2 separate regions of the Anser cygnoides genome follow, and region 2 is linked to region 1. Evidence: chromatin contacts called from public Hi-C data. All regions are on one chromosome and are shown on one strand. Each heading gives the region's core, a stretch centred on a gene start, on an enhancer-like site or on the middle of the called end of the contact. The rest is flanking DNA. Distances are from core to core; before and after follow the strand shown.

Region 1 (4,148 bases), core at 419-2,918:
ACCTGCGGCGAAGTGCAGCGGGCTGGACTTCCTGCCCGCCGTGTCCCGGCTGTTGACGTTCTCGGGCCGCACCAGCCGCTTGACCCGCTCCACGTCCCCGTTCCTGCAGGCCTCGAACAGCTCCCGGGCCGGCTCCGTCGCCGCTCCGCAGCCCGGAGCTTCAGCCAAGGCGGCCGCGCCGCCCGCGCACCGCCGCCCCGCCATGCCGGGCCGGGCCCAGCAGCCCGCGGCGCCCCGCTCACAGCCCGCGGCCCTCGGCGGCGGCCCTCGGCGCGGGGCGCGGGGCGGGGCGCGGGGCCCGGCGCATGGCGGTGGAGGGGTCCGGACGCAGCGGACGCAGCGGCAGCAGTAGTGGCAGCAGTAACAGCAGCAGTAACAGCAGTAGTGGCAGCAGTAACAGCAGCAGTGGCAGTAGCAGCAGCACCGCCGCCCTCGGCCTCGCTGCAGCAGGAAGGGGCGGGCACCCGGCGCAGAGCGCACGCGCCTAGCCAGGGGCTGGGCATGCGCAGAGGGCGGCGCAGCGCTACCGGGGGGCGTCGTGTGAGGGCTGGGGGAGGGCGCAGGCCCCGGCTCGGCCCCTGGGGCTGCCACTGCGCTCTCAGAGCGGGCCGTGGCTGAGGGGGCTGCCGCTGTCCCAGCGACGTCTTCTGCACAGAACTCCTCCTGCCTCCTTACTGGCTCTTGTCCCGTCCTTGGGGTCCATTATTGTGTAACGCCATTCCAAACTGGATTCCTGTTCATGTGAAACAGTTTTTCTCTACACTTCTGTCAAAGCTGGGGAGGAACTATGACAGAGAAAACATATCTCCTTCCCGAAACAGTTCTTGTCTATAATTCTGTCAAAGTTGGGGAGGAACTACGACAAAACAAACCTCCCTTCTTTTTAAGAGACGATTTGGGGCTCAAAAAAGCAAATGTAGAGCGAGTGATCTGTACCACAAGAGAATAAATATTCCCTTGCTGCTTACAGTAATCACATGTAGATCAAGATGTGGTAATGAAGACCTTTTTCTTCACAACAAAAACTGCATTCTCATACAAAGAACTTCATGGTGCCATCAAAGAAAATCCTTACATATTTATATAGCAAAATACATTTCTGAAAAGGAAGTGCTTGAATAATTATAAAATGGAAATAATACAACATAAGTTAAAAGAGATTGGGATATACTGTTAGCTGACTTTGCCAATTCATGGTTTTGGAGAAAAATGGAACATCTTTCTCCATCCCATAAGGGTCACAAGCTAACTAGAAAGGGATTAACTTGGTAATATTTTAAATGTATTTTTCTACTCATGCTATAATATGTAAATAAAAACACTTTGGAAAAGGTAGTTGATGAAGGTCATGAGTGCCCTGTTGCAGAGACAGAAAAGCACTGCATCATCTTTCCTCTTCAAAACGTGGGGTTTCGGAGAGGTGGTGTCAGTGGGGATGCCAGTTGACCCCAGGCACCTCCTGGTGTGGTGCAGGTGGGAAATGAGAGTTACCGTGTCCTCCCTGTGAGCCCCAGTCTTCTGGTAAGGGCATGTGCCAAAGCACCTCAGAGAGGCCTGACGTATTTATTTATTACATCTGGCAAAAAAGCAGGCAGTCTATAAGCGGAAAAGAAATCACAAGACACTCCTAAGAAATGCTTCTCACTTTACCCATGTAAAGAGTGTCATCTCCGTGATGTTAGAAGTGCAGAAAAACAGGATCTGTAGAGAGAAAATATATTTTATTAGTCTTATTAGCGTAGCTGGAAAAAAAAAAAAAAAAAAAGACAAGCTTTTGAATTCTTACCCCTTCTTCATGCCGATGGCAGAAATAGCAAATGCATTATCTTGAAATTGTCTGTTTCTGTTTCAAAGCAGAAGGGGTTGTGTGTCTGCGGAAGTGTAAATGTCTGTGTCCATACAAACACTTCTTGCTGCCCAGGCCCTCTAAAGAAGAACTAGAACTTATTTTCACTAGTTCAATATGAACTCTAGCTATGTTTCTTTCTTTGGCAAAAGCTATTATGAAATGCTAATGGAGATAAATGAGAGTTCAAAGAAGACCTTGACTATAAAATATAAGCTATTTTGGATCTAAAATAAAGAACTTCTTTCTACATTGTTAAGCTAGAAAAATGCTATTTTTTCTAAATCACCTGTGGCCTAACTTCGTTTCCCAGTATGGCTTCCTGACAACTGGAGTGTAAAACTATGGCAGGTCTCTGTGAATGGAAAATTATTTTAAAACATACTCCAAGAGCAGGATTCAATTAGCCTTGAGTTCAGCGAGCCAAAGACTTACCAACTTTCAGGATTGACGGACGAATCCTGAATCCGTCACCCTGACTTTTCAGATTCACATTACGTAAAATCTTTTGTTTTGTTTTATTTCTTTTATGAGATAATAATCTGTAAAATTCAGCAGTGTCTTTTGGTCTTCTGTTGGGCTTTTTCTAGAGAAAGCAGGGGCTGTGACCCTACTGTTACCAGCACCACCCAAGAGGCTCGCCATTAGCACCTCACAGACCCGTGACTGCCATTTTGGGGCTGTAATTTGTGAGGTACCAGTAGCTTTACCTCTGCCTCACATTTATTTCAGTGGCATGGCCTGCTCTAATAGAGACATTAGAGTATTTTTGCGGGTCCTTGAGCAATTTATTTAGAAGCATGCTTGGTTGGTCGCCAGAGGGCAAGAAAGAAAAGGGGAGGTTGGGTACACGCGGCCTGGTTAGGCCTCCTCGTAGGCCCAGGGCTGGCCCGGCCCTCACCTCCCAGCCCTTGGCTCCGCGAGGACTTCTCAGCGCTTCCTAACCATTTCCTTAGCGGTTTGCCTTTCTTTGGGATGCAAAGTAAAATTAGTAGGACACTTCAAGTGGTCAGACATTTAACTTATTGCCGAAGAATTCCAAAATCTACTCCTTTTGAAGTATTTCTGGGTGAGACTTGGCAAAACAACCAAACCAAAACCCAAATTCAACAGTCATTAATGCTGTACATCAGGAAATTATAAAACACGCCTATAAAGAAATAAAGAAAATAGATAATTTTGAAGAGAAGTGGCCTGCTGTTTACTTACTATATTTTTAAAACTATGAACAGAGACTTTGTCAGGGCAAACTAGTTTTTAAAAATAGAGTGATCAACTTAACAATAAGAGCATACCACAAAATGAAAGCAGTACAGCTGTACAACAGTGGATGTAGGCACAACCACTGCTTTAAAGGAACTTAACTTTCTCCTTCCCCTTTGCATCCTATCTACCAGGTATTTTGGCTACTCGTCTTAAACAAGCAGGAGCTAGTTCCTTTCCCCTGCCAGTCCATCTCTGTAGTTACTGGTTTTGTATGGGCCAGCTTCGTTTTACCAGCAGGTGGAGGTAAAGTGGAAAATATAAAATATTGTTCTGGAAAAAACAAAGGGGGGAAAAAAAAACACAATAAAATGAAAGGAAACTTGGAGATATTGAGAATGAGCATCACAGAGATGATCAAATACATAGCTAAGTGGTCTCTCCAGGAGATGGGGCTACAACTGCAGTGCTGACAAGCTGTAATGGTAGGCGACGTAGTCATTGAAATGCTGTATCTGTGTATGCAGCAACCATGAGAACTGTTCAGCAACGCGGTGACCTGCTGTGAAGATGACAGTTCACATGATACATTTAGGGAAGATTCTTGTTAGCGGTAGGGAGAAGCTTGTGTTCCTGACACCAAAAGCACAGAAAAGCATGTTGGAATTCATGGAAACTGGATTACTTAAAATATATATATATATCTAAAAAGAAAAAAAAAAAAAAAGAGCCTTTAATCCCAAATTGGATTCTTGTGACATCTTTAAAATTATTCCAATTTTCCCATCAGAGGCTACTAGGCAGACACATACATGGAGGGCTTAAAGGGAGCTTTTGTTTGTTTTTCTGTAGTGCCTCAAACATGTCTGGGAAGACAGAGAGCTTTTATAAAAGCACAGACTCTGCACGTACAAAACCAAAGTACGTGGACTGCCAGCATGGGAACATGGCAGAGGCCTGGAGAATTGTTATTTGTTGTTAGGAAGAAAGCCACAAGCAGCAGTAGAGGAGTAGAGCCAAAGATAGGCATTGACTAGGGATGCTAGCAAAACATATCCATTTATATCTCTGAGGTATGATAATAGGAAAAAGCTAAAAG
Region 2 (4,148 bases), core at 571-3,070, 290 kb after region 1:
ACTCATTACTTATATATCTCAAAATTAATAATTATGTACATATATATACACCTTTCACGTTGATTTTTTTTTTCTCTGAAGATTAGCTCACCAAAGAAGCATCTTAAAGTACAAAAATTTATTTTAATACACCCCAGTCATGACTACACTCACTGGATGGCAGAGCTTTATGAACACAAATGATTGCTTGAGCACAGTTTGTTGGCATGGCCAGCACCGGAGCACATACAGGAGATGAACAGTTAAGTGTTACGCTGGGCTTGCAAGTGAATTGGACAGGCTAAGAGTCATTCGGAAAATACATTCTAGATGAAGCTACTGTAAGGTCAGGAAGAAACTGGTTGAAAATTAACAGCAGATATCAATGACTTCTTGCCAAGCTGGGGGTCCCAAACATTTTGCCCTAGCTTGGTCCTATTAATGACTTTCTTTAGGAAAAATGGTTAACGACATTCAGCATACTTGTTAAAACTGCAGACAACACAAAGGTATGAAAGGTAGAGTTATATTAGAAGGCAAAGTTAGAATTCAAAACAATGTTGACAAACTGACAAAAAGTTCTCATTCAACAGGGATTAGAGAAAGATTGTACATTTGACAAAGACAAATCACCCACAAACACTCTACAGGAAGCAACTGGTTGTAAAACAATTCTTCAGGAAAAAAAAAAAAAGACCTAGGGTCTTAAGAAATTACAAGCGGAAAATGAGTCCCCAAGTTGGGAAAAAAAATATATACAATGGGATAGACAGGCTGAGATACAGACTGCAAGACACAGCACCATTTTTCCATGGTGCTCAGCACTGAGAAGACCTCAGTCTCGGTCACTTCACTTGCAGAAAACTGCAGGTCAAGCAGAGTAGGGGGAGGAGCAACGACAATGAATGAAATATGAAAATGCAGACCTGTGAGGAAACTCTGAATGGAGGTTTAGGCCAAAAGAAAGGGAAACTAAGGACAGAGATTCCTGCTGCACTTACACAAACCTTCTTGCAGCTTATATTCTGCTGCTCTCCCGGCCAGGACCAGCCCCCCTTAGGGCAGACCCACAGGCTGTGCACCAGGAGGCCAAGCCATGCTGGGGCACGGATGCCTCAGGCAGCTTTTCTCCTGCTCCATCACAGGGCTGACCTAGGAACTGCCAGGTGTGAGGCACGGGAAGCACGGCTGCGGACACAGGCTAGCAGAAGGAGGAAGACTGCAGTTTTCAACAGCAGCAGACTGGAAGATACATTGTGCACAGAAACATACTCACATTTGAACAAATACAAAGATGACATAAAGGGAAAGGCTGCCTTTAAGGGGCCAAGACACGAAGAAACTATAAAAACCATGCTGAGCAAGACCAGTAGCTCTGGAACAAGCTGCCTACAGAGGCTGTGGAGCAACTGGGGGCCCTAAAATCCTTGCAGGACAGTGACGCATCAGGCACAGCAGGCACTGCCCGGCCTCCCAAGCGCAGGGAAAGCCCTGTGCAGGGTGCCTTCGGCTCCCCTCCAGCCCAGCTCTGCCAGGATTCACACTTCTGCTGCTAACACCAACCCAGCACAGCAGGGAGAGGCCGGCATCCTCCACCCCCGGCCGGCCCGAACCGCCGCACTGCCCCAGCCCCTCCAGCCCGGCTCGGCCCGGCGCAGGGCCGGCCGCTGCCCCGCTCCCGGACTCACGGCGAGCCGCAGCCTCCAGCAGGCTCTGCAGCCCCTTCTTGTCCGGGCCCTGCGGCACGTTCAGGTCGGCGAACCCGGCCATGCTGCGCGCAGCACCGCCCCGCCCGGCCCGGGGCACCCTGGGGCTTGTAGTCCCGCCCTGGTGGCCGGGCGGGGAGCTGTGGAGGAGGCCCCGTGGCGGGCGGGGCAGGCCCCAGCCCCACAGACAGGGCTGAGGAGGGGACGAGGCATGGCCCCGTGGCCCCTGTGCAACGTGCCGGGGGCTGGGAGCAGGAGCAGCCGAGCTCGCTCGGGCCCAGCGCCCTCAGGGGCCGGTGTCGTGCCCACCAGGTGGAGCCGCGGTCCTGCTCGACTGAAGCATCACCGACCCAAATTCATGGGGCCTCAGCCGACCACTGCTTATTTGTATAAGAGTCCTTTCTAGTTATTTCAAGGCCTTTTTTTCCCATGTTAAAAAATTGTGAAATAAAGACCCAGGCTGCCATGCAAGAGATATTCCCCAAAATGCCAAAGCACTCAGGAATTACAATAGACCACAGAACGTGCACACATCGACTACGTAGCGCTGTTGCAAAACCCACAAATCTCATTTTGCTGCTGATAATCAACACAGCGTATGCGAAATAGGGGTGGTAACTACCACTGTTTTGGTTTGTTTGTGTTGGGGACTTACAACAGCAGCTGCTGAAGACAGTGTCTGCAATTTGTTCCCAGTTTTGAGGTAGTATTGCAGGCCCTTGCAAATCTTTTGCTTCCTCTTTCTTCAGACTGGGATAATTCATGAAGAAAAGTCTGTGGGGTATCTGGAACTCTGAACACTTAACCAGGCAAAACTGCTCCTCACCGGGGCCAAGGTGGCAGTGCTGACTGCTCCTGGGTATGTTGCCACGCCTTGGTAGAGCTTGGACCCATTATGCCTTGAGATTTGTGACTCGTTTGTGCCAAAGAGATCATCATAGAATCATTAAGGTTGGAAAAGACCTCCAAGATCATCTGGTCCAACCATCACCCTACCACCAATGTCACACACTAAACCATGTCCCTAAGCAACAGGTCCAACCTTTCCTTGAACACCCCCAGGGACGCTGATGCCACCACTTCCCTGGGCAACCCGTTCCAATGGCTGACTAATCTTTCTGAGAAGAAATGTCTCCTAATTTCCAACCTAAACCTCCCCTGGCTCAGCTTGAGGCCATTCCCTCTAGTCCTATCACTAGTCCTGTCACTGCGAGAAGAGATTGACTCCCAGCTCCCCACAGCTTCCTTTCAGGTAGCTGTAGAGAGCAATAAGGTTTCCCCTGAGCCTTCTCTTCTCCAGACTAAATGACCCCAGTTCCCTCAGCCACTCCTCACAGGACTTGTGCTCCAGGCCCTTCACCAGCTTTGTAGCTCTTCTCTGGGCAAGTTCCAGGGCCTCAATATCCTTTTTGTAGTGAGGGGCCCACAGCTGAACACAGTACTTGAGGAGCAGCCTCACCAGAGCAGAATACAGGGTGACGATCACCTCCCTGGTCCTGCTGGCTACACTATTCCTGATACAAGCCAGGATGCCATTGGCCTTCTTGGCCACCTGGGCACACTGCTGGCTCGTGTTCAGGCGAGCATCAATCAGCACCCCCAGATCGTTTTCCTCTGCACAGCTTTCGATCCACTCTCCCCCAAGCCTGTAGCGCTGCACGGGGTTATTGTGGCCAAACTACAGGACCCGGCACTTTGCCATGTTGAACATCATCCCATTGGCCTCTGCCCATTGATCCAACCTGTCCAGGTCCCTCTGCAGAGCCTTCCTATCCTCTGGCAGATCAACACTTCTCCCCAACTTGGTGTTGCCTGCAAACTTACTGAGGGTGCAATCAATTCCCTCATCCAAATCATCAATAAAGATATTAAAGAGGATGGGCCCCAACACTGACCCTTGGGGAACACCACTGGTGACCAGTCGCCAGCTGAATTTCACTCCATTCACCACCACGCTCCGGGCCCGGCTGTCCAGCCAGTTTTTACCCCAGCCAGGAATGTACCTGTCCAAGCCATGGGCTGCCAGCTTCTCCAGGAGAGTACTATGGGAGAATGTGTCAAAGGCCTTGCTGAAGTCTAGGTAGACTACGTCAACAGCCTTTCCCTCATCCGCCAGGCGGGTCACCCGGTCATACAAGGAGATGAGGTTGGTCAGGCAGGACTTGCCTTTCATGAACCAATGCTGGCTGGGCCAGATCCCCTGGTTGTCCCGCATATGCTGCATGATTGCTTTCAAGATGACCTGTTTCATCACCTTTCCTGGCACCAAGGTCAGGCTGACAGACCTATAGTTCCCCAGGTCCTCCTTACAACCCTTCTTATAGATGGGTGTCACATTAGCAAGTCTCCAGTCATCCGGGAGCTCTCTGAATGACCATCACCGCTGATCACACGTTTTGCAACGGATCACCAGGAAAAAACAGTATGCGATCGGCACGTTTCTGGCCTTGTGGTCTAATGAGT

What was found. A called contact is a pair of places that touch in the nucleus more often than the background predicts.
Region 2: a contact with region 1 is called in a Hi-C map of liver, with 1.7 times the contacts expected there. The contact joins the promoter of RPP30 here to the promoter of TNKS2 in region 1. A contact is called at or near these places in 2 of 7 Hi-C or Micro-C datasets (granulosa cells and liver).

Annotation. Positions count from the first base shown.
Region 1 is chr7:17,527,857-17,532,004 of Taihu_goose_T2T_genome, forward strand. TNKS2 (tankyrase 2) reads right to left here and starts at 1,669. Exons shown (of 27, transcript XM_048069161.2): 1 at 1,651-1,669. The coding sequence starts at 1,654.
Region 2 is chr7:17,817,332-17,821,479 of Taihu_goose_T2T_genome, forward strand. It overlaps RPP30 (ribonuclease P/MRP subunit p30), which reads right to left and starts at 1,821. Exons shown (of 11, transcript XM_048069301.2): 1 at 1,668-1,821. The coding sequence starts at 1,749.